Regions from separate parts of the Mus musculus genome. Here regions 1, 2, 3, 4 and 5 are each linked to region 6. The links are chromatin contacts, called in public Hi-C, HiChIP or PLAC-seq and Micro-C maps. All regions are on one chromosome and are shown on one strand. Each heading gives the region's core, a stretch centred on a gene start, on an enhancer-like site or on the middle of the called end of the contact. The rest is flanking DNA. Distances are from core to core; before and after follow the strand shown. Region 1 has its middle 490 kb from the start of Gm20125. Region 2 has its middle 270 kb from the start of Gm20125. Region 3 has its middle 460 kb from the start of Gm20125. Region 4 has its middle 560 kb from the start of Gm20125. Region 5 has its middle 590 kb from the start of Gm20125. Region 6 overlaps Gm20125 (predicted gene, 20125).

The links. Hi-C and Micro-C count contacts between places; a contact is called where the count stands out from the background. HiChIP or PLAC-seq counts read pairs in DNA pulled down with a chosen protein or histone mark.
Region 1: a contact with region 6 is called in a FOXA1 HiChIP or PLAC-seq map of pancreatic cancer cells. The contact joins two enhancer-like sites. A contact is called at or near these places in 1 of 15 datasets of contacts at CTCF or cohesin (the NIH/3T3 cell line) and 1 of 115 datasets of contacts at active chromatin or transcription factors (pancreatic cancer cells).
Region 2: a contact with region 6 is called in a Micro-C map of muscle stem cells, with 7 times the contacts expected there. The contact joins two enhancer-like sites. A contact is called at or near these places in 5 of 484 Hi-C or Micro-C datasets (cumulus cells, embryonic fibroblasts, muscle stem cells and 2 more) and 3 of 115 datasets of contacts at active chromatin or transcription factors (cardiomyocytes, embryonic fibroblasts and neural progenitor cells).
Region 3: a Hi-C map of muscle stem cells shows a contact between it and region 6, with 7 times the contacts expected there. The contact joins two enhancer-like sites. A contact is called at or near these places in 10 of 484 Hi-C or Micro-C datasets (the C10 cell line, the C2C12 cell line, the N1E-115 cell line and 5 more), 3 of 115 datasets of contacts at active chromatin or transcription factors (the NIH/3T3 cell line, bone marrow-derived dendritic cells and fibro-adipogenic progenitors) and 1 of 9 other capture datasets (bone marrow-derived macrophages).
Region 4: a contact with region 6 is called in a FOXA1 HiChIP or PLAC-seq map of pancreatic cancer cells. The contact joins two enhancer-like sites. A contact is called at or near these places in 1 of 15 datasets of contacts at CTCF or cohesin (the NIH/3T3 cell line) and 3 of 115 datasets of contacts at active chromatin or transcription factors (the NIH/3T3 cell line, a colorectal cancer cell line and pancreatic cancer cells).
Region 5: a FOXA1 HiChIP or PLAC-seq map of pancreatic cancer cells shows a contact between it and region 6. The contact joins two enhancer-like sites. A contact is called at or near these places in 1 of 15 datasets of contacts at CTCF or cohesin (the NIH/3T3 cell line), 1 of 484 Hi-C or Micro-C datasets (muscle stem cells) and 2 of 115 datasets of contacts at active chromatin or transcription factors (the NIH/3T3 cell line and pancreatic cancer cells).

Annotation. Positions count from the first base shown.
Region 1 is chr10:16,599,546-16,603,407 of GRCm38.p6, reverse strand. No RefSeq gene overlaps it. Among named protein-coding and RNA genes, the nearest start is that of Gm20125, 490 kb to the left of the region's middle. Within about 2 kb of position 1,982, at least 43 of the 459 cell types and tissues checked have an H3K27ac peak or open chromatin away from gene starts, as enhancers often do. A contact at or near this core is called in pancreatic cancer cells, where this site is marked.
Region 2 is chr10:17,365,711-17,369,657 of GRCm38.p6, reverse strand. No RefSeq gene overlaps it. Among named protein-coding and RNA genes, the nearest start is that of Gm20125, 270 kb to the right of the region's middle. Within about 2 kb of position 2,472, at least 56 of the 459 cell types and tissues checked have an H3K27ac peak or open chromatin away from gene starts, as enhancers often do. A contact at or near this core is called in muscle stem cells, where this site is marked.
Region 3 is chr10:16,634,752-16,638,664 of GRCm38.p6, reverse strand. No RefSeq gene overlaps it. Among named protein-coding and RNA genes, the nearest start is that of Gm20125, 460 kb to the left of the region's middle. Within about 2 kb of position 1,459, at least 23 of the 459 cell types and tissues checked have an H3K27ac peak or open chromatin away from gene starts, as enhancers often do. A contact at or near this core is called in muscle stem cells and tail fibroblasts, where this site is marked.
Region 4 is chr10:16,536,490-16,540,095 of GRCm38.p6, reverse strand. No RefSeq gene overlaps it. Among named protein-coding and RNA genes, the nearest start is that of Gm20125, 560 kb to the left of the region's middle. Within about 2 kb of position 2,170, at least 9 of the 459 cell types and tissues checked have an H3K27ac peak or open chromatin away from gene starts, as enhancers often do. A contact at or near this core is called in pancreatic cancer cells, where this site is marked.
Region 5 is chr10:16,505,924-16,509,728 of GRCm38.p6, reverse strand. No RefSeq gene overlaps it. Among named protein-coding and RNA genes, the nearest start is that of Gm20125, 590 kb to the left of the region's middle. Within about 2 kb of position 1,893, at least 47 of the 459 cell types and tissues checked have an H3K27ac peak or open chromatin away from gene starts, as enhancers often do. A contact at or near this core is called in the NIH/3T3 cell line, muscle stem cells and pancreatic cancer cells, where this site is marked.
Region 6 is chr10:17,010,730-17,014,326 of GRCm38.p6, reverse strand. The region is part of intron 1 of Gm20125 (predicted gene, 20125); the gene reads left to right. Among named protein-coding and RNA genes, the nearest start is that of Gm20125, 83 kb to the left of the region's middle. Within about 2 kb of position 1,721, at least 75 of the 459 cell types and tissues checked have an H3K27ac peak or open chromatin away from gene starts, as enhancers often do. A contact at or near this core is called in the NIH/3T3 cell line, muscle stem cells, pancreatic cancer cells and 1 more, where this site is marked.

The DNA.
Region 1 (3,862 bases), core at 733-3,232, 410 kb after region 6:
CCTACCTCCAGCAGGAAAATGGCATCAAATGAGGGCAGGGCTTGTCACTGCACAGTCAAAATTCTGACCCATAATTTTTCAATGTCTGAAAGAACTTCACCGATAGAAATGGAGAAGAGCCTGAGGAAAAGAAGGTCCAGTGACAGGCCCAAAGTGGGATCCAGCCTCAAGGGGAGGTACCAAGGCCTGACACTATTACAGAGGCCATGAAGCACTCACAAAAAAAAAAAAAAAAAAAAAAAAAAAAGGACCTATCATGCCTGCACTCTGGAAGATCCAACAGCAGATGAAAGTGTCAGATGCCCAACCCATGGATATAAGCTGCTGACTCCTGTGGTTGAATTAGGGAAATGCTGAAAGATGCTGAGAAGGGAGACCCTGTAAGAGGACCTGTAGTCTCAATTAACCTGGACCCCCGAGATCTCTCAAACACTGGACCACCAACCAGGCAGCATACACCAGCTGATATGAGGCTCCCAACACACATATAGCAGAGGATGACTAGGTCTGGGTTAATCAGGTATGATACACCTAACCCTCAAGACACTAGAGGCCCTGGGAAGTTTAGAGATCAGGTGGGGTTGTGTGTGTGGGGTGGAGACATCCTCATGGAGACAGGGATGTGGGGAGGAGGTATGGGATGTGGCTCAGTAGGATGGGGATGGCGGTTGTGGTAGGTAGGGAAGGTAAAATCGGGAGTGTAATAAACAAACAAACAAACAAACAAAAAGAGTGGTTTATATGCTCAGTGTGACTTATTGAGAATACTAAGTTTTCATTTGCAAGTAGTTAATAACTGGAGATAGCTTTTGGGTTATGGATGGGAACATATGTTCACTTCTGCTTTCAGCCCTGGGACCCCATCTGCCCCAGACTTGTGCTGCCAGTCTGTGATTTCATGTGTACACTGGTTCTGCTGCACCTAGACCTTTCCCCTTGATTCTCTCCATTCCCTATGGCTCTTGAAAAAAGCATTGTTTTCTTAAACAATGCTTTTTTTGAAGTAAGTTTCTATGATTGCATAAGGTTAAAGAATCTCTCTTTTTTTTTTTAAGAAAAAAAAAAGAATTGACTTTCAAGCAGAACTTTGAACATATAATGACATTAAAAGGATAATGTCCACTCAGAATACTAAGAAAGAGGAGAAAACAACCAGGGATAAGATAATTAGAAAACTGTAGCTAATTCCATTCATCTATATTTCCCATTGATGTGACTAATAGTTAAGACTAGATGGATGGGTCAACACTATTTCAAACCACCATCCACTTGAGCATAGACGGTTTGAAAGTATTTTGAATTTCTGCATTTGATGCAGCTGGGAGTGGAAGGAGTGGTTAAAATTCAGAAAACACACACAAATAGAGAGAGAGAGAGAGAGAGAGAGAGAGAGAGAGAGAGAGAGAGACTACCATCATACATTATGGGAACAGAATGAAGTATATTAACATCGAGAAGGATTTTAGTTAATAGAAAAGCATGTTCTTTTTTTTATGATTTATAGGTTCATTAAATTTTTCTTGTAGTGACAATTTCATTGTTCATGACTAAAAACTTCACTGAATACATATATACCACATTTTGTATTCATCTATCAGTTGATGGATATATGCCAAATCCATAACTTGTCTATTATGAATAGTTTAAAAAATATTTAAAAATCCATAGCATGTTTAGATTCACAGAAGTGGTATAGCTAATACATATGATTTTTTTTGAGGAATGTCATTTTGATTTCCATAGACTAATTCACATTGTTTGATTATCAATGTGTAATGGCCTGCACCCCCCAGCATTTTGTTCTTACATGCAAGAGTCTTAAATAGAACCCTGTTGACATAAACAAAGGAAACTAGATGTGATCATCACATTTTGCAGAGAACTGCTAGCCGTTTAAATAAGACTTGAGTGAGACTTCTGTAGTTTAAAGCTTTTGGCCTTTTGCTGTGGCAGTCTCTCAGCTAGCTTCTAACATAATCTGACTTCTGGGCACTGAGTCCCCACCATGTGGCTAGCTCTGTACCTCTCTGCTCTGTAAAGCCCAACCAACTCAGTTTTTTTTTGGTTTTTTTGGTTTTTTTTTTTTTGTTTTTTGTTTTTTTGTTTTTTTAAAGAAGCACCATTTTGTGTGAGACCCAGAGATTAAACTCTAATTCCAGGAGGAAAACCACAAAGTCCACTTGAGCAAACATCCTATGGCACCCTGCTGCCCTTAGCAACAGCCAGTCAGGCTACAACAGGGTCAAGGTCCACTGAGATAACCTAAGACATCCTGCAGACAATAGATAACATAGCCATCCTGTTTGTCAGGTGGTTCACCCCCCACCCCCGCGCCCCCGCCCGTGTTTGGTGCCTGCAGATTATACCAGAAGTGCAGTTTGTAAAATATTAACTTGCTAACCCATATGGAAATTCCCCAAGCTTGCTTTAACCACATTAAATATCCTGCACCTGCAGAGACAGAGCTTTCATCTTAGACTAGCTGAAGTTGGTGGTGAGAGTCTTTGGTCATTAGCTCCTAATAAAAACACTTGTGCGTTTGCTTCAGAATTGACTCTCCAGCGGTCTTTGGAGGTCCCTGTGACTTGGGTATAATATTCTTGTTCCCACCCATACGATTCCTTTTTCTATCCCCTTGGATTTTCCTCCATCTGCTTGTGTGCTGTCTGCCCGGAAGTTCTGCCCCTTACTTCCTGTTTCAGGTATATTGGCTGTTAGATATTTATTGTCATTAGTTAGCAGTGTGGCGCATGCCTTTAATCCCAGCTCTTGGGAGGCAGAGACAGGCAGATTTCTGAGTTCGAGGCCAGCCTGGTCTACAGAGTGAGTTCCAGGACAGCCAGGGCTACACAGAGAAACCCTGTTCCGAAAAACAAACAAACAAACAAAAAGAAGAAGCCTGGTCCATCTCTTAGGATTGCCTTTAGACAATGAGGGCTGCTTGGTCTTCATGTTTTGAGCAGGTGTGGAAGGACACAAGTTTACTAAAGAAATCCTAGTAATGGACCATAAAAATGAGAATACCAAAATCCTGTTAGGACTTAGCTCTCTGCCAGGACAGAATTAACGATTGAACCTTGAGAGACATACCTTAATTCAATGTGTAGAGAGGTGCCCCAACAGTCACAGAAAAAAAAAGGAACAAAGTCAAATTTATTCTGTACTACAGGTGACAGAAGTCTTTTGAGTGATAACACTTGAGAACAGATAAAAATGATGATTCAATGAGGCAAAAATTAAGGGCAAGTTGGGGGGGGGTAATTCCCAGTAGAAGTGATATAAAAAGGGCTTCAAAAGTATTTTGTAAAATAAATACACAATAATTTTCTATATTTTTTCAAATTTAACCACATTAACAGATCAAAACAACATGCATTTGTCTTGGGTTTTCCATGGATATGATGTTAAGCATATTTTCATTGGACTTCTGTTGATGATGACACAAAGGCCCATGATCTTAAGTGGGGTGCATTCTTTGACAGAGTTCTGCATCCTCTTCCATGGTCACATTGATGTTATCTTTGTTGTTGTAATACTGACAGTGTGGCTTTCACATTGATTTTTCACCTGGGTTTCTTGGTTCCTATAGAACCTCAGACCGACCATGCCACCCTAACACAAATCTTCCCTACAGATGAGGCAGTTTATTTATTTTTTCCAGTTCTTAAAAAGAGCATCTGTTAAATCCCGAGAGAGATGAGAACATTTATCCTACCTCCAGTACAATCCAATGTAACATAATTAGTTAGATGTCTTCCCTTCACATATTCCATTTGTTACTGGCTCTATAAATGTCACAGAATTTACCACTGTCAAGAGAAAGGAATTATGTAAGCATGTGTCTCTTTGAGGTCCAAGGTTC
Region 2 (3,947 bases), core at 1,223-3,722, 350 kb before region 6:
CATCCAATGGATGACTGTGAGCATCCACTTCTGTATTTGCCAGGCACTGGCAGAGCCTTGCAGGAGACGGCTATATCAGGCCCCTGTCAGGAGGCTCTTGTTGGCATCTGCCTAGTATCTGGGTTTGGTGGTTGTTTATGGGGTGGATCCCCAAGTGGGGCAGTCTCTGCCTTCATGTTCTGCTCCGAACTTTGTCTCTGTAACTCCATCCATGGGTATTCTGTTCCCCATTCTAAGAAGGAATGCAGTATCCACACTTAAGTCTTCCTTCTTCTTGAGTTTCATGTGTTTTGCAAATTGTATCTTGGGTATTCTAAATTTCTGGGCTAATATCCCCTTATCAGTGAGTGCCTGGAAGATCCAGCAATACCTCTCCTGGGCATATACCCAGAAGATGTTCTAACTTGTAATAAGGACACATGCTCCACTATGTTCATAGCAGCCTTATTTATAATAGCCAGAAGCTGGAAAGAACCTAGATGTCCCTCAACAGAGGAATGGATACAGAAAATGTGGTCCATTTACACAATAGAGTACTACTCAGCTATTAAAAACAATGAATTCATGAAATTCTTAGGCAAATGGATGGGTCTGGAGGGCATCATCCTGAGTGAGGTAACCCAATCACAAAAGAACACACATGATATGCACTCACTGTTTTCAGTTTCTTAAATAAAGATATGAAGCTACTGCTTTTGACTAGGATTCTCCAAGTCTCTTGCTCTGACTGGCTCAGAAATACCTTAGCTATTACTTATCCTCAGAGGCTTCCTTCAGCCAACACTGTCAATCACTTGTTTGCATATCAATATGACCACAACTATCTGTTGTCTACAAGTGAGTTTCGTTCTCTCTGTGCTATAAACACTATTGTAAGAGGGAACCATATCTTACTCATAGGAGTATATAAACAGAGACTTAGGCATCTGACTCATGAAATGTTTGATGGATGGATACATACAGGAAGAATAATAGGAGCATAAGAGTATATAGCTATGATTTGGTTTTGTTTTCATTTTAGATTAAAAATCAAGACAACACATCTGTTTTACCAGGTTTTTGTTTGTTGGTTTGTTTTGTTTTTTGTTTTTGCAGGTTCTATGTGAAATCTTAGTCTTCTCAGTCACTTATAATGAAAGAAGTATGGGGATTTATCTAAAATTCAGATTTAAAAAATGCTAAATTTAGTTTGATTCATTACTCCTGGTAAGTATGTATCACACTCACCCAAGACACTGAAAACAGTATTTAATTCCACACACATTTACTGATAGTCCTTATAGGTAACATACTACGCAGAAAAAGAAACATTAATAAAATATGGATCCTGCCAAACAGGCACTTGATAGAGACACATAGAAAGGACCTTAAAATGTAGGCAGAATGTGAAACACGAAGAGATCAAGGGGAGATGAATTCTGCTTATTACCACATTTTTTGAAGTATTTATCTTTTGTAGCTTTTTTTTTTTTTCATTTGCATTTGCTATAAGGCCTGGAAACTTGAGTTCCATCTCTGGGACTCACGTGAAGGAAGGAGATCGCTAGCCAGCTCCAGGAAGATATCCTCTAACTTCCACAAGCCCACTGTGATATGATATAGTTGGTTTGAGCACATACACACACATTCACACAGTGAATAAACAAATTTGATAAACATTACAAAAATTTGTGCTTTGAAAATTGAAGCCCTAGCTTGTGTGTGTGTGTATATATGTGTGTGTATATATATATAAATACATATATAACATCTTTGCACAATTTTTACTTTCTATATTGCCATACTCACTATCACTATGTGGAAGAACATTTTTTGATTATATAGCTCACATGAAAATCAAAAGGTTATTTGAAAACAGCCCTAGTTTACAATTTTTGAATTCTATTTTCTTTCTTTTTTTTTTTTTGAAAATTTACTTTCTGTGTCTGTGCATGCACATTCTATGCCATGGGTATGAAGGTCAGAGGACAACTTGGGAGGGGGAGGGCTCAGTTTTTCATCCAGCATGTGACTCAGCATGTGACTCCTGAAGAATTGAATATACTCAGCTGTCAGGCTTAGCAGCAGGGCTCTTTGACTTGCTGAACCTAAGCTGCCCAAATTCTATTTTCTTTGAATGGGCCTAGATCAGTTTGCATAACATCAGATGCCAGGGTTCTGTGTATAGGTTATCAATGTTGTCATTGCAAGATTTCAGATCTTGAAAGGAATTCAGAGGTTTTTCTCATTATTCTTGTTTTATGAAATCAAGAGGCAAACAGACTTAATGAGGTTAGTCACTAGAACAATCACAAGAAAACCCTGCTGCCTTGATCCCGCTACTTGGCTGTCCAGCACAGCACAACCCCCTTTCCTCCCCTCCCCTCGGAACGTGATGCTTTTAGAATAATTTTAGACTCTAGGAAGTGCAATCCTGGGGAAGATATTTATAGCAAGCCTCTGGCTCATTGAGCATGCTCTTGTTTGGGATATTCCACTGCACACTCTGTTCTTGTCAGTAATAAATTATTCCCTGACAATTTAGTTGCCAAAGGGTTCCCAGCCTAGATGCTTTGCACATGTCTGTTTGAAAATGATCAGGTTAACCGGTTTTAATGATGCCTTTGTCCTTTACTTCCCTCCCAGCACGGAGAGAAGGAAGAATCAAGAGTTTCTGAAAGGGGGTGAATCTCACACAATGGAGCCCTATTTATATAACATTTAGTAATCCACTGAGTTTGATTTTTTTTTTTAGTTCCAGAAAAGATTTTACTCTTATTAATTAGAGGCAAGAAGTCAGAAAAAGAAGAAGAAGAAGAAGAAGAAGAAGAAGAAGAAGAAGAAGAAGAAGAAGAAGAAGAAGAAAGAGAGAGAGAGAGAGAGAGAGAGAGAGAGAGAGAGAGAGAGAGAGAAAGAGAGAAAGAAAGAAAAAGAAAGAAAGAAAGAAAGAAAGAAAGAAAGAAAGAAAGAAAGAAAGAAAGAAAGAAGGCATCTTATAGCCATTTACAAGTGATTGTGGGCTGTAACTTGAATTCAGTTATATGATCAACTGACTTAATGATATTTTTTTAACTTTCTAGTAGGTCAGGATACAAACTAAGGGGACATTCAAATGTTAGAAAAGCAAAACAAAACCAGGGCATGAATGAGGGTGGAGAGGGGAAAGGTGAAGGTGGCTAGCAAGTATTGTTTCGTGACTCATGTTTCTCAACTGAAAACTGAGATTTCTGGTCACATTAGGGTGAAAATGTTGATAGCAGCTGCAAACAGGAAGGTTTAAACATGCCCTTCCCTGGGTAGTATTTCCTTTGGTGTTCTCTGTTTCTATGGTATGTCTTAAAGCTCTGTAGTTTTACAATCAGCTGCAGCTTCCTCAAGTAGGAAGGAAGACTCTGTGTTCTGTGTTCTTCCTTCATTTACTGCCGTGTGGTTGTGACATCTGCCTGTCCTCGTTGACAGTGGATAATGCTGGAAAGACACCCCTACAGCAGGGTATGCTCAACAGTGATCACAGGATGGCTCAAAACTGACCTCTCTAAGGGGAGAGAGAATCCATGGTCTGATTAGCAAGGGGAAACCATGCTTGCCAGAATGATGGCTTAGTTTTCAGTTTACATTGTTAGTAATAGCAAGATAATGAAGAGTGTGCTCAGTTTTGAGATGTTTGAAGGCCTTGTTGGTTCAGGCAATTGACAAATTGTAATTTAAGAGATAATAATCCTGAATGGTGAAAAAGAGTTCAATATATTTGCAAACTAATGGACCGAAAGGAGAAATAGGGGAATTTTTTTCAATATGGATACTTTTAAAAAGGGTGGACAACCAATTTCTTAAATAAGACATTTTTTGAAGAACGTCTGTCTCACTGGGGATATGTTAGAAGGCTAAATATGTGTTCTAATTGAACGAGAGCTTTAATCCCTGGTGCTCCAAGTAGAAAGAAAAACAAAAGAACTCCATGTCTCTTT
Region 3 (3,913 bases), core at 210-2,709, 380 kb after region 6:
TCAGCAGTCACATATTTTTGTCAGTGAAGAGAATATAATTATTTTGAATACAACTACTGTTTCATTTATTACACATTTGTTTTCAAATAATATCTCCTCTAATTTTGCTGTCACCAATAAAGACAGAGCTAGTTTAACTTTCTTTTTCCTCTCTCTTTTTGTTCTTCCTTCTCTCCTTTCTTTTCTTGGTTTTCCTTTTTTGTTAATGCCTATATGCCTCTGTAGCTCCTGCCACTAAATCCTCATTTCCATTGGCTGTGTGGCTGAGTCTCTTCCCTCTTGTTCCATTTTTCTGCACTAACAGCATTAGGGCAGTGGAAATGAAATGTTACAGTCAACAGTGTTTAATATTTTTTTGTTCTTATCACTGTTAACACTTCTATTACTATCAAAACGTTTGGATCAGCACTGTCAGTTACACAGAACCTGCTGACACACCAAGGAAAACTTTGATAAACAGTTCTGCTGCGTTTTTCTATATTCTGCAGAGTTCTTATGTCAAAATGTTTCTTTGTTCCTTGGGATATTTATGTTGAAAAAATATATTGTGGTTTGTTAAGGGGGTGGTTTTGTATTTCTACTTGAAGTTTTAATCCTTTACTTCTAACCTCACAGTAGGTTGCTGTAGAAGTGATTAGATTGTAACAAATATAGGATTATTGTAATTCAGGGCAGACAATAAGCTGGGAATGATTTTCTAAAGAACAAAGATGTCATTTTCATGGAAATATAACAACAGTTTCAAAGAAAGGAGCAGGTTTGAAAGAAATAAATATGTGCTTGACTAGGGCAGATTATAAGAAGAAATAAAGACCAAAATTTCAAATGAAAAATTGACAGTTCTGAAAATTTACATTCACTCTTTTCTTTGAGTTCTAAGGCTCTTTGAATGTATGCTTATGGGCTTTCAAGCTTACTGCTTGCATTCATCAGGACCCCCTCTTAAATACCTACATTTAATTGAAAGCGACATTTGACCTTGAACAAAGAACAGCAGTTTCTCATTTATTTTTGTAAGGCAGAGTCATCTTCTACTGCATATTAAATCTTCCTTTGCATGTGAAAAAATGGAATTCCCAAACGTTGTAAGCCCAATGAAATTGTATATGCTACACAGGTTAAATGTTAGATGGCGGCAGACATTATATTGAGGACATTTTCTAAATAAGTTAAATATGGAAAATAACTGAGCAAATTGTCAGTATTTTCAGAAAATATTTCCCTCCCTTTCACACTGAGTGTGGGAAAGGGATTCTCAGTGCAAGATGAACTTCACTTAGTATGTGTCAAGTTACTACAGAGGACAGTTGCTTATCCTCAAAGAATAATGCTGCTTTGACAAACTTTTGAATGGTGAGAGTTACAGAGACAGTTTTCATCCTCCACTCCCATGACATGCCATTTTATAGCTCTGCTGATGAGCACACAGCTCCATCTGGGGGCAGAGCCAGAGGGAACATTTTTTGTCTTGGCTGGATGGCTGTCATCATTGTGCAATAGAAGCTTCCTGTGTCAACAGCACTCATCCATAGCCCATTCTTGGTCATACTTCTATCTAGTTTATTTCATGACATTCTGTAAGGTCATGGTGTTCATTCTAAAAGCCCTTCTGTAGGAGTCTCAGAACCTTGTAATTGGTTCTTCTTCTCTAACTGTTCTTCTGTGTCTACACATCCATTCCTTCTGGCTTTTTCAATGTAGCTTGTATTTTTTTTTCAGATCTAAATTACAGAACATTTTCAATTCACCTCCAAAATTATCTGTACTATTTGCACTTCTCTTCCTTATTCTTCATCTTTATTTCCTGTCAGGTCTACATTCTTATCTTCAAGGGGCTGGACTACTCTAATGATCCTTGGTTCTACATATTGGGTCCTTTCTCCTGAAACAATGTATTCTCTCATTCCCACCCTTTTCATTGGTTATCTCATGGCCACACCCAGACAATATACCTGAAGTTATTTATTTGGCATTGCTAACCTAGCTTCTTTTCACTTCACACTTTGGCATCTAAGAGTATTCCTTCCTCTGCATCAACACACATGACTGATTCAAATCAATAAATTCAAATCAATAAATTGAATAAGTTACAAATATAATTTTTTATTTACCCTCACTGTAATATCATGACTAATTATGTCTTAGTAATGGCTACTTGAAACACAGAACCAGCATTCTAATTACCATTTGCCAATACTTAATCTACCATTGGCAATATGTAATGTGAGTGTGTGCACAAGTATGCATGTATGCGCGCACACACACACACACACGTGTGTGTGTGTGTGTGTGTGTGTGTGTGTGTGTGTGTGTGTGTGTGTATTTGTGGTGCAGATGTGTGTCAAGAGGTTGCTATACACATAAGTATGGATGGACATAGACTCCTTGAATGTCGTACTTTCAGCATCTACCTTGCTTTTTGAGACAAGGTCTCTCACTGACACAGAACCCACCAAATAGGCTGCTGATCCTAGGAATATGGCTATCTCTGTCTTAGCAGTAATGGATCACAGACATGTGCTCATGGACTTGGGGTGATTTGTAAGACATTTTCCCTTGCTGAACAGTATGATCTGTAGCCCTTAATCAACATCCTTTTAACTGTTGTTCCAAATAGACACGTAAGCGACAGCATCGTTCTGCTCAGAATCTTTAGTTGCCGCCTGTCAGGAGCAGGTGACTGAGTAGTATATGGTTTAAGTGATGACTTCTCCACATAGAAGGTGTGGAATTCAGCCAGCCTGTTGATTTCTTGCTGTGCCTTTTCTTACTTATTTCTTCAATTGTTCTAAACGACTTGGAGGTTGAGTTGGACAACATTGTGCTTTTTTTTTTTTTTAAATCAGTAGCATCACACATGTAAGTAGTAAAAAGATCCTGACTTTTGTCATTTTATTATTACATCTATTATAAATGTTGTCACTGCAACTATCATAGGTACTGTGATATGAAATTTAATCACTAAAGTGGTTGCACTAAGCAGCTGTGTCTACGGAGCTTAGGAAATCATGAGAATGGAATCCGTGTAATTGCAGTTGGTGATCTTTTAAAAGAAACTGAAGGGAGCATTGTGTTTTACCTTCTTTTTTTTTGTTTTCTGAGGGTTTCACAAGTGTTGCTACCTGGAAGTAGAGATTCACTGGACATAAAATCAGTCTTTTGTTTGTATTGGAATTCTTAAGTTTCAGAAGTATGATAAAACACACTACTGTGCATAATAATTTTCCATTTGTGGGTACATTTTCTTAGCAACATGAGCACAATGATACCATAGGAAATAACCATGGTACAACATTCAGTTTTTCCTATGTACAGTTTTTGACCTTCTTACTACTCATCATGATATTCCTCTAAAATCAGTCTCTTCCTTACTCCTTGGGTATTCAACATACTGGATTGTTTACAGCACATCTTCAATGTGTTTACTCTCTTTTATCTTGTTTACCAAACCTTCCTTTCTCTCTCATTCATCTCTGGAAGAAGTGACTTTACTACATAGCTAGGTAGTACATTGCAACTCTATTATTAATAATGCTTTTGATGTATGAGTTTGTTCTTGACTTTAATATTACTTTACTTTTAATATTACTTTAGTATTGCTATAAGGCTATGAATATTTGGCATGAAAAAGTAGAATTTTATTCACTTCTTTAATGCTTTACACTGTATCTAGAATACCATAAACACCAAAAAATAAATAAATAAAGCATTTCCATTTTGAAAGGAATTATTTCAATTCTAAGTGAATGCATTGTTGCAGGGGCAGAAACTCCAGGTGGGATTTAGCAGGGACTTGGATTAAATATACAGTTTGTAAAATCCCTGTTTCTTCTGTTACAGTTGTGCTCCACTGATCCCTTCTTTACAACACGTATTTGCTCAGTTATCAAATGTAGATTCTATCTCAGAAAGT
Region 4 (3,606 bases), core at 921-3,420, 470 kb after region 6:
CAAAACTCCAGCAACATGCCATAACATGGAAAAATCAGAAAATGACAAGTTTTCTGCAAGACTTTTTCAAAAAGCTGTACAGAGACTTGGAGGAAATTACTCCAAAGACTAGCTCATGAAAGGCAGGAAAGCTGGGGGGGGGGGGTGTGCGGGGCGGGGGAGGGGAAGACCTGTATACAGTGGTAGATTTCTGATTCTATTCCTTGATGCAATACTGAATTAATATAGAATTGGAAAATAAAGAGATCATGAAAATGTATGATATTAAAGAACACTGATGAATAACAATTTACTTTAAACTAGTGTTATTTTGTGTTCCAAAGCTGAGTTTATTAAGACTTTCAAAGAGCAATAGGGAACTAAGAAATGCTGGAACTAGGGTAAATAGTTTTCCCCAAGAAGAGCACACAAATTGCTTATCAGATACCAAATGATCAACCCTAAAAAGAAAAATGTGAGTAACATCACCCAGAGTCAGCAGGTACTGCTCAGGATTATATATGTCAGCGCACATACATATATGCACACCATAACAACTAATAAGAAAGAGGCCAAGGATTTGAAAGAGAGCAGGGAGGGGCACAAGGAAGGGTTTAGAGGGAAGAAGGGTGAAAAGTAATTATTTTAAAATCTCATAAAGCATAAAGAAAATTGGAAGAGAACTCTGGAAATAGCATTGTTAGTGCCTTCCGGTATGGCTGAAAGGAAGATAGAGGATCGTGTTAGTGTCTTTACAGTCTTTGAATTTAGAGAATGCATTGAAATGAGAAACTGCCTTGTACAACTAAAAATAATTGTGTATGTAAGTGACATAAAATGATGACTATGATGAAAATCAGCCTTATCTCTTTAAACACATAAAGATATGAAGAAGAAGAGAGCTGGCTCCTTCATTATATAAAAAAATGTTAAGTATTGTAACCCTATTAATCAACATGCTTGCATTCACTTGGATAAGAGCTTAGCCAGCTTTGAAACATTCATATTTTCCAGATTTGCATGTTTTATTTCAGTATGTTTTCACTCTAGTAACAGTTACACAGAAGTAGCCTACAATTCAAAGAAGCAGCTTGAAACTATTTCTTAATGAGAAAAATTTAAATACACTTATAAACTCAGCATACCCCCTCCTTAAAATACAAGGAGTAAGGTTTTTTTCATTAAATATTCATTAAATCCCAAAGATATCTCCCATTATCAGCAAATTCTATATATGAATATTTGCACCTCTACCTACTGAGTCTGGAACAAAAATAATTCTTCCAATTTGAGAACAAGTAGCAATATTTTGAAATGGATTTCAGCTAATGAAATTTTGATGCACACAGGACTGATGTGGAGAAACACAAATATTACATCCACAATCACATAATTTCCTCCCTTTCAATTGCTCCTCTTAACAAAGAAGCCTAAAATTTCTTTATTTCTACCAAGGTGTAAAATAAAATGCTACAGTGCTGGGAATGTGCCATACAGATGTCCTTATCTCTTTAGTCTTGGCAGCACCTGCCCCAGGCAAGAATGTGAGGGAGAAGATTGGCAGTGGCACCAGCTACCCTACTTTAGGCAGCTTTTCCTTTTCCTTAGAGTATTTTTTCCCCATTCTTAAGGAACTCTCTATCCTGGTGAATTTCCCTGACCTCTGTCAATTAAATCAGTTCTTAGCAAAGGGATCAGTCACACGTGTTCATCCCTCACTGTCAATTTAAGGCAAAGTATTACTTTACTAAATTTCTTGACATTTGAAGCCACATTTCTAATTCTGGAATCTGTGGCTTTGTCCATTGGAAAAGTAAATCAATTACTTAAGAAAATCTGCCTTCTGTCTGTGTGTGAACCCTTCTCTCTCTCTCTCTCTCTCTCTCTCTCTCTCTCTCTCTCTCTCTCTCTCTCTCTCTCTCCCTCCCTCTCTCCCTTCCTCCCTCCCTCCCTCTCATACCCCTTTCTCCCCTCCATCCATCTTCCTCTTCCTCTTCTTCTGTAGCTGACAGATATACAGGATATACTACTGCCATTTCTATAAACAAACATGACTGATTGAAAGATTAGTACCAAATTAGTGATTCCTAGGTCACCAATGAATCCTCCTGACCACTCAGGCAGCAGTGACCAGCGACAGCAGTCAAAGAACAAGGAGCCTGTCGCTGTTTGCAGATCTGACTCAGCTTTATGACCAGTGCAACACATTGTTCAAGCTGAGCCCTGTCAACCTTAATTGTTTCACACTAGAGCAGTGAGGCTCCTGCTGTCATTTCCCAGTTATTAATATTGATTCATGTCTGCTATAGTGTCTCCTCAAAGCCTTTCATCTGCTCACATTTGATAAGATTATTTGAACTAGTTCACATACTCATACAGCAACTATTTCACACCCGCCAGTTTTCTGTGCCACCATGTAATTAGAACTACATCTAGGCATTTTACTTCAGCCTTTTGTAGTGAGAACACTGGTAAACCAGCTCTTTAAGAGTTCCCTCTTCTATAGGTGGAACAACAATATGAACTAACCAGTATCCTCAGAGCTCATGTCTCTAGCTACATATGTAGCAGAAGGTGGCCTAGTCAGCCATCATTGGGAAGAGAGATCCCTTGGTCTTGCAAACTTTATATGCCCTGGTACAGGGGAATGCCAGGGCCAAGAAGTGGGAGTGAGTGGGTAGGGGAACAGGGATTTGACTAGACTGTACATTCTGTAAAGGCACGATATGCAGAGAACCAGGGTAGGCCTATAGTGTACATCCATTATCATCCAGAGTCAATAAGGATTCTGTATGGGAGCAGGAACTTGGTCTGTAAATGATTTGCCTTGTAAGGATGAGAAACGCAGATCAAACCCCGTAGTCTGAATACAGAAAAACAAGACAAAAACAAAGAGAAAACAAACAAGAAAAACTAGATCGGGTAGTACGTGATGAGAATGTGACAACAGACACAAATACAAACACACGTGCCCACTTACATGCTCACACTCAAAGAGCAACACTGCCCCCCCCCATATATGTTTAATATTCATTAACAAAATTTAGAAAAAATGAATTAGAGATAATATATGCATTTTGGTTGATACATAATTTCAAATTATCAAAATTGAAAGAAGAAATGCTTGTGGAGATATCTGTAGATTTATATCTTCTATTCTAAGGTGATTAGCAAGCTTGAGAGAACAGGGAGGACAACAGTATACATTTCCTTTCTGCTTTTATATATGAAACATTGTACAAGGGAAATTGGGCTCATATTTATAAAGACCAAAATTATTCTATGTGAAATATTTGTGCATTGCCCTGGTACATAAATATATTCTCTTTTCTTCTCTCTTCTGGGATTTTAGGTAAAATAATCTTATGGGTGGGGGGGTGAATTTTACAATGATTTTTGAAAAGCTTTTTTTTTTTTTTTACTTTGTTTTTATTGGTTTGTTTTGTTTTGTTTGTTTTCCCCTTTTCTATTTTGTATTTATTCTACATACCATTATGCCTCTCTATCATCCCATTATCCTTATCCTTCCCCATTCCATTATTCCTATTATGATCCCACATTTATTTTTATGTCACATATGCATACCTGTTTTATGTATTTGTAAAAATATAGACTTTTTATACATGA
Region 5 (3,805 bases), core at 644-3,143, 500 kb after region 6:
ATAGGAATATATGTATATATAATGCATTTATCAATGATCATTGCATGGAATGGAGCCAATTTTTGTACTTCTCTTGTTTCAGAATATAATTTTGCCTTGAAATATAAAATATAAATCTAGAAGTGGAAAAATATAACCTTGAGAAGCCATTTTGTAGTGAATGAAATTGACAAGCTGTCTATCATGGGAGATGAGAAAGATGATCTCCATTGTTACTGTGGTTCCTGATAAAATGATGCCTTAGTTTATCTTGGTCTTTTTCCCTGTACAATTAAACATAGGCACTGCTTTTTTTTTTTTTTTTCCCTGAATGTCACTAACCGAGTTTTATCTTACTTTTTATTTTATTTTTATTTTATTACATGTGTACTTAAACATATTTCTGGGAACTTAGTTAATACTTGTATCATTTCAAGATATGTCATTTTGTATATTCTTTTAACATTGGAAATTTTAAAAACTTACAATGCAATGTTGTTTCTCTTAATTGGAGTGAAATCCGTGAGCCATATAGTTTTCACATTTGGTGTTCATACACAGAAAACATAGCAATCATTTATATCATTCATACTTTATTGGATATTTAGTAATTGCCAAAAGTTACTTATAATAATTCACTTATCACTTATTAAATGTAGCCTGATTTAAGCATCTAATTTTATTTATTGATTTTATTTATTGAATTATAAATATCAGAATAATTATTCATACTTTGATTTTTCTGTGGTTTAAATACCTAATCATATACACATAATTTTAGTTAATTTAGATAGCTGTAAATGGTATATATAAAGTAGAAGGAATTCAGGATACTCCTTTAACCACAGTCACTGAGAGGAGAGTCCTGTGGGTGGATGGAAAACTTGCATGTAACTGAGAGTCCAGAGAAACAGGTGGGTCTGAAGTGGATCACATTAACTTATAAATGCTTTCCAAACACTTGGCTTTTTCTCAAAAGTAATTTTGGCAAATTGAATGACTTCCTTTGTTGTTTAATAAATAACAGCAATATAATCTCTAACCCACATTGGCATTTATCTATTGCTTGTCATTTATAACTTCTGCATGCTGAACAGATGTTAAGACATGGTATCCCTACTAGCTCTTTGTATATGTGTAGGTGGGAAACATTATATAGAAAATAACTCATTATAAAATGTTATTTGTTAATATATTTATATTAAAAAAAACGACAATTAGAATGAGTCATTATTCTCTGGAAGTCAGGTTTTCCCCAGTGCCTTTCTCACTGTTGGACACATTACATGTTTTGCTGTTAACCATTTCAAAACTCTGGTGACTCATGACTATAAATAAAACACTGAATATTCGTCAAACTTTTCAGCACATGGTAAACACCGTGGAATTTTTTATGGGGGATTTTTTTTAAGGTTCTGCAATCCACAGATTTTTGAGTGCTTCTGTTTGGAAATGTGTCTTTTAGCCTCAGGATATAATTTTCATGCCCATGATTTGCGAAGTTGAAGAACCAATCCGTATGTCTCTAATCATAGGAGGCTTTAGAAATGTGTGCTTTGTACACATGACAGCAAATGTATTCGTTTACCTTGGCTATGAGTGGTTAGTACTGTCTCCAAATATTGTTTCCCCTGAGCACAAACTGCCAGTGGTACTGATATAATAATATAGTGTTGTTTGACATTGTTATTTCTAGATACTATGGTATAAACAAGTATTGCATACACACTGGAGTAAGGAAGATCTCTAGTTTTTCCCTCTTTGGTTATTTTGGGCTTCGGTACAGATGCAGCAGTATCAAGGACTGCTTGGCTATAATCCAGACTCTTTCTCCATGAGCTCACACATGTACACAGCCTCTTTACTCAACCTCTGCTTATTTTTCCACCTCATAACAAAACAAAGATGATGACTGTCCTAGGAAAATTCTTATCATGGGCGGGGTTTTTTGAGGGTTTTCTCCTGCAGAATACCTAAGAGCATGGTATTTCCTTGTTGATGATAGCTGTACAGAAGAATGTGTGTGACACCCAAAATGTAATATTTGGAGTTTAGATCAGATAGGAAGTTTCTATTGTGTAGGAGTTTTCTTTTAAGAGAAAACATCTCCACCTGTTGATGCAGAACTTAGAACTGACTCTGATTTACTAGTCTCGTGCCTCTGTTTGCTAAGGATAGAAAAGAATCTTCAATTTCTTGTGATATTTGCTTCAAACAAATAATCAATATCATATGACATCCACATTTACAATCTGATATGCTGTCTATGATAGGCATATGGAATAAACATGAAACATGACAGAGCAAGTGAATTCATTCAGCACATGTCATAACATTACCATATGCAACAGAAAAACTGAAATTTATATAAAATAAAAACAGGTTATACAGTAAGGGGACAAGACTCATCATAGAAAATATGAGGCCAGATTCATGACTTATGGCTTCATTAAAGAACACTTTACATATATCTATTATGGTTGTAAATTTGTGAATTTTGTATTCATACACCAATATAGACAACATCAAGAAGCAAACATGTGTATATGTATTATGTGTATTTTTATAAATGTAACCATCATATAAAATAATAATTTTATTTGAAAACCAGAAAGACAAAAAGATTGATGGAAATATCTTTATTTTTTTCATGTTAAGTAGTTCAGTTATTGATTGATTGACTGTGGCTTTCACTGCTCCTCAGGAAGAAAAATGTTGTTCGGGTGTAAAAAATTATAGGTAGAGGTGGAAAAAAGTAGTCAAAACTTTATTCACTCAGATATCGATGCTTTCTCTAAGTCCTATAAATTGGCTTTCTAGCAGAGTAGACTAACTCACAGCCATATTCTTTCCCCATACACACAAACACACACACACACACACACACACACACACACACAAACACACACACACACACACCACCTGCTTTCTATTTTTAGGTTTTGATTTTTTAAATTTTTCATTTAGTTGTTTTTTAAACTTAAAAATTGAGATTATATTATAATTACAACAGCTTCCCTTCCCATTTGTCCTTGAAAGCGTCCCATATACCTCTCCCAACTCTGCTTAAAATTCATAGCCTCTTATCTTTTTCAGCAGCTGTTATTGCATGCATATATATATATATATATATATATGTATGTATATATGTGTGTGTGTGTGTGTGCATGTGTGTGTGTGTGTATATTTCTGAATATAACCTGTTTAATATGTATAATGTTACCTGTTTGTATGTTTTTTTAAGGCTGACCCTTAGGTGTTGGATAACCAAATGCTGGTCTCTTCCCTGGAGAAGATTATTTCTCCCACTCTGAGCATTCTTTAGTTGCCTGTAGAGCTTTGTGTATGTATGATTGAGGGCTTACACACTTTTGCCATTCTACTTTGGCATGTTTTCTTATGTGACCTTTATTCAGTTCATGTTTGGGCAGTTTTGTTGATGAAACCTTGTGTGTAGCCTATGATATCCTTCACAGATAAAATTTCACAGTAAATTCCTTGATTTTTCTGACTCTTATAATTACCCCCACCCCACCCCACCCCACACACCCTTCTTCCAAAATATATCCTGAGCCTTAGGTTCTAGAGTGTTTTGTAGATATAACCATTGATTACCAAATAAGAGCAGGTATTATTTTCATGTGTATTTTTTCTTCTGAATTATATCACTTATTCAACAAGGTGTTGTCAATTACCATGTCTAATTTGTGACTAATAGAAGAGCTACAAGAATCCATCTTTTTATCAAATAGTTCTCTTGACAAGTGTAAATCTTAATCTGGTTGTGGATTACATTTTCCTCCTCAGGACTGTTTAATCTTAAGAT
Region 6 (3,597 bases), core at 472-2,971:
ATGCAAAACATTCTAGAATGAAGAATTAGATCTTTCTGTAGTATTATCTATGAGAGGAGAGTAACATATATCCTTTAATCCTTTAAAGACAAGATTCAAAGCACATCTCTTAAAAACTTTTTATTGTACTTATTGGTGTGTGTGTGTGTGTGTGTGTGTGTGTGTGTGTGTGTGTACTCCAGGACATTCTTCTCCCAGATGAGTTCTTTGTATCAAACACAGGCCATCAATCCCCAAACACTCCTACCTATGTAACATTGCATGGATCAGAGGATGAGTCATTTTAATACTTTAATCTTTGGCATCATGTCAGAGATACACCCAATTTCTCTGTAAAAATAGTTTCTAGGTACAGATATTATTCTACTTGTTTCTTTCTTTCTGTTAATTGTGTATTAAAAAACTAGCCATTTATTATCACCTCTTCCACACCCTGCAGTTGTGAGTTGGATTGGGCACTTAATGTTGCTCAGAACTCTGGTCCTGATGCACAGGGCAAGGTCTGAACCTATTGTGTGAATTCTATGGCTCATGGCTTTATAACTCTTAGGACTCTGTAACCAATCAGATCATTTCAAACAGAAATGGCTACATAGATCCCTGTAAATCCTAGAAGTCCAAAGAGAATAAATGACTAATTTGTACAGAGTTAGGTGTGGAAGATTTTGTGGAAGAAGCCCTAGATGTCCTGAAATATGTGTGTGAGACACTAAATGGTATGGACGGAAAGTTGGGTGTATTTGAGAAGCACCTGCTAGTAACAATATATATATATACACACACATATATAAACAAATATATATATACACATATATATACATATATATATACATACACACACACACACACACACACACACACATATATATATATATATATATATATACACACACACACACATATATATATCATACTAAAGGCTTTGGAAGTGTAAATAATACCCTTTTGCTTCTCACCCTCCTTGTTGGTTGTTTATTGCTTCTTAGGAACAACTATGTCATGTTTGGATGTGGTTTGGGTTGACAGATATTATTCTACTTGTTTTGAGGTGCTACTGGCAGCTATGGAGTAGAGGTCTGGTAGTCTATTAAAGGTTCTTCCAGGCACAGAACAATCCATAACAACAAACACTTAAACTTTCATGTCCTCAGTGACAAGATTTAAAGACATTAGACGGTAGAAATATATGGGGATATCACAGAAAATAAAGCTACAAATTAGTAAAGCTGTTTTATACATATTAATATTAGGCACTTAATTAAGCCAAAGAAAGCTAATGATATTTTTATGCAGAGATGTGACAGAAGCAGAATAGGGCCCTTAGAAGCTTAAGCTAGTACCTGAATAAAGGCCTTCTGAAACAGGATTAGAAAGGGCTGTTTGGAAACCACATTAAAGGTTTAGATAAGATAATGAGGTCTTACACAGATTTATGCTTCTTCAGTATTACCAAGCTCAGAGACTGGCAACAACAGGAGGCATTTGTTTTTGTCTTGAAAGTTTGAAGGTTAAATTCTTCTGTCTCTTTGATTCAGCTCACATGCATCTTGGAGGAAAATACCACAAGTCTTGACTTTTTGTCCATAAATGCTTGGAATGCCCCTGAGGTTTCTTCAGCATTTCATATCACTTGTTTTCGTCAGTGAGTGGAGCCTTTAAAAACATGACTCGCAATGACTAACTACTCTGTAGCCTCAGTAAAGGAATTTCTTATTGCACCATATTTGGGAGTAGGATGAGTAGAGGGAGGGAGAGGGAGGGAGAGGGAGCCGCCAGAGAGGGGGAGGAGAAAGGAGAGGGGCAGAGAGAAAAACATCAAATCACAACAGTTTCTGAATTTCTCTTGTTTCTTTGTTTTTGGAATACTTGCATGATGAAGATATGTGAAAAATGGATCAATGGAATCTCTAAGTTGGAAGGTTATCTAGTCTGGACTCCTCCCATATGCTCTGATTAGTGTGCAAAATCAAAATATTAAATGGAATGGCTGATGACTTTTGTCTTAAAGATCTCTAGTGTTTGGACAGATGCCTGCTTAGTCAGTCTGGGCTCACTCGTGCAATGGGTTCTAATATTTGAAGACACTGGCCATTTGACAAAAGCATACTTCAAAGGTCCTTGCTAACTTCATAAAGGTATAGCAAATGTGCCATAAATAAACACCAGTGTGCAAGGTAACAAGACCATTTAGTTTTTGTTTCAATATTTACTGGGAATTTCTGAGACCTCAGTAGGGGAAAAACCCTACTTGGCTGTGTTTCAGACCTGGCTTCCTCTAGCCTGTGAAGAGCCAATTACTATGGTAAACAGAGTCATTTTGTACATCAGCAGCTCTCCTGTCATCACCCTGATGCCAGCCTTGGGAATACAGACCTTTGTGTAGCATAGCATGTTCTAGTCCTCAGTGGTCAAGCCAGGCTCAGCTCTTTCACAACGCAGACATGGAGAGAAAGGCTGAGCTCTGTAGAAACTTTTGGGATTTAGGACTTTAAGGCAAATTTAGTTCATTTAACTAAATCTAACATGCTTTCTAGGTAACATGTATTCTAAATTACCCATGCAAGTTCATCATGAAGTCAAGAGCATGTAAGATCTTTGCCTGTTCTGGAAGGAACACTAGACATAGAAGCTTTAACACTCTAAAGAGATTAGATGCCTGCTCAAACCAATGCAATTCTCAATAAATGGAGTTCAAGAGAAGGAATTGCTCTGGAGCGATGGAAGGAATGGAGGAGTGGAAATACATGTTACTAGGAGACAGATACTTTCTTCCTTTCTCTTTAAACACAAAGGATGTATTCCATAGGAAACCCCACTATGCAAAACCAGCAATTTCTGCCACCATGTCTTATAAAGACAACAGAATATAAAATAAAGACAGCAACATAACCAAAGATATTTTACAGAAAAAAAAGTAGAAAACTTCTCAAAACTAATGTATTCAAATTCCAGGAGTGGGCTACACAGACTGTTGACAGTATCTAGTTCTGGTTTCTTTTTAAAAATGAATCATTGGATGACATTACAATGTTTGTTCAAGTTCACTGGAGCTACTGTTGAAGGCAGACTATGGGACTGGAGAGGTGGAAGTAGGATAGTTCAGTGGTAGAAGTCTGGCGAGTATGCCCAGGCCTGGTTTTGATTCCAAGATATAGAAAGGAAAACACACGCACACACACACACACACACACACACACACACACACACACACACACACAAACACAAAGAACAACAAAAAGACAAGACAAAAAACCAAAACCAACAACAAAACACATACACAAACACAAAGAACAACACAACAAAACAAAAACCCCAAAACAACAACAAAACACACACACACACACACACACACACACACACAAATCTAAAGTTCCTGGTAAAATGAAACATTCAAGCCTTTTATAAACTCTGTAGGTTTACATTTTGAAAAAAACCTCTTTAACCTGTTTGTGAGTGTAGGAAGAAGGGATTTTCCTGAATGGTTTTCTCTATATGGAATCAGCCAGCATGGTTTCATCATTTTTACATAAGTCACATGCTTTCGATCTTGTGTCTATTCAAATATCTTTTAGGCTTTTGCTTTCTTTTCCTAAGTTA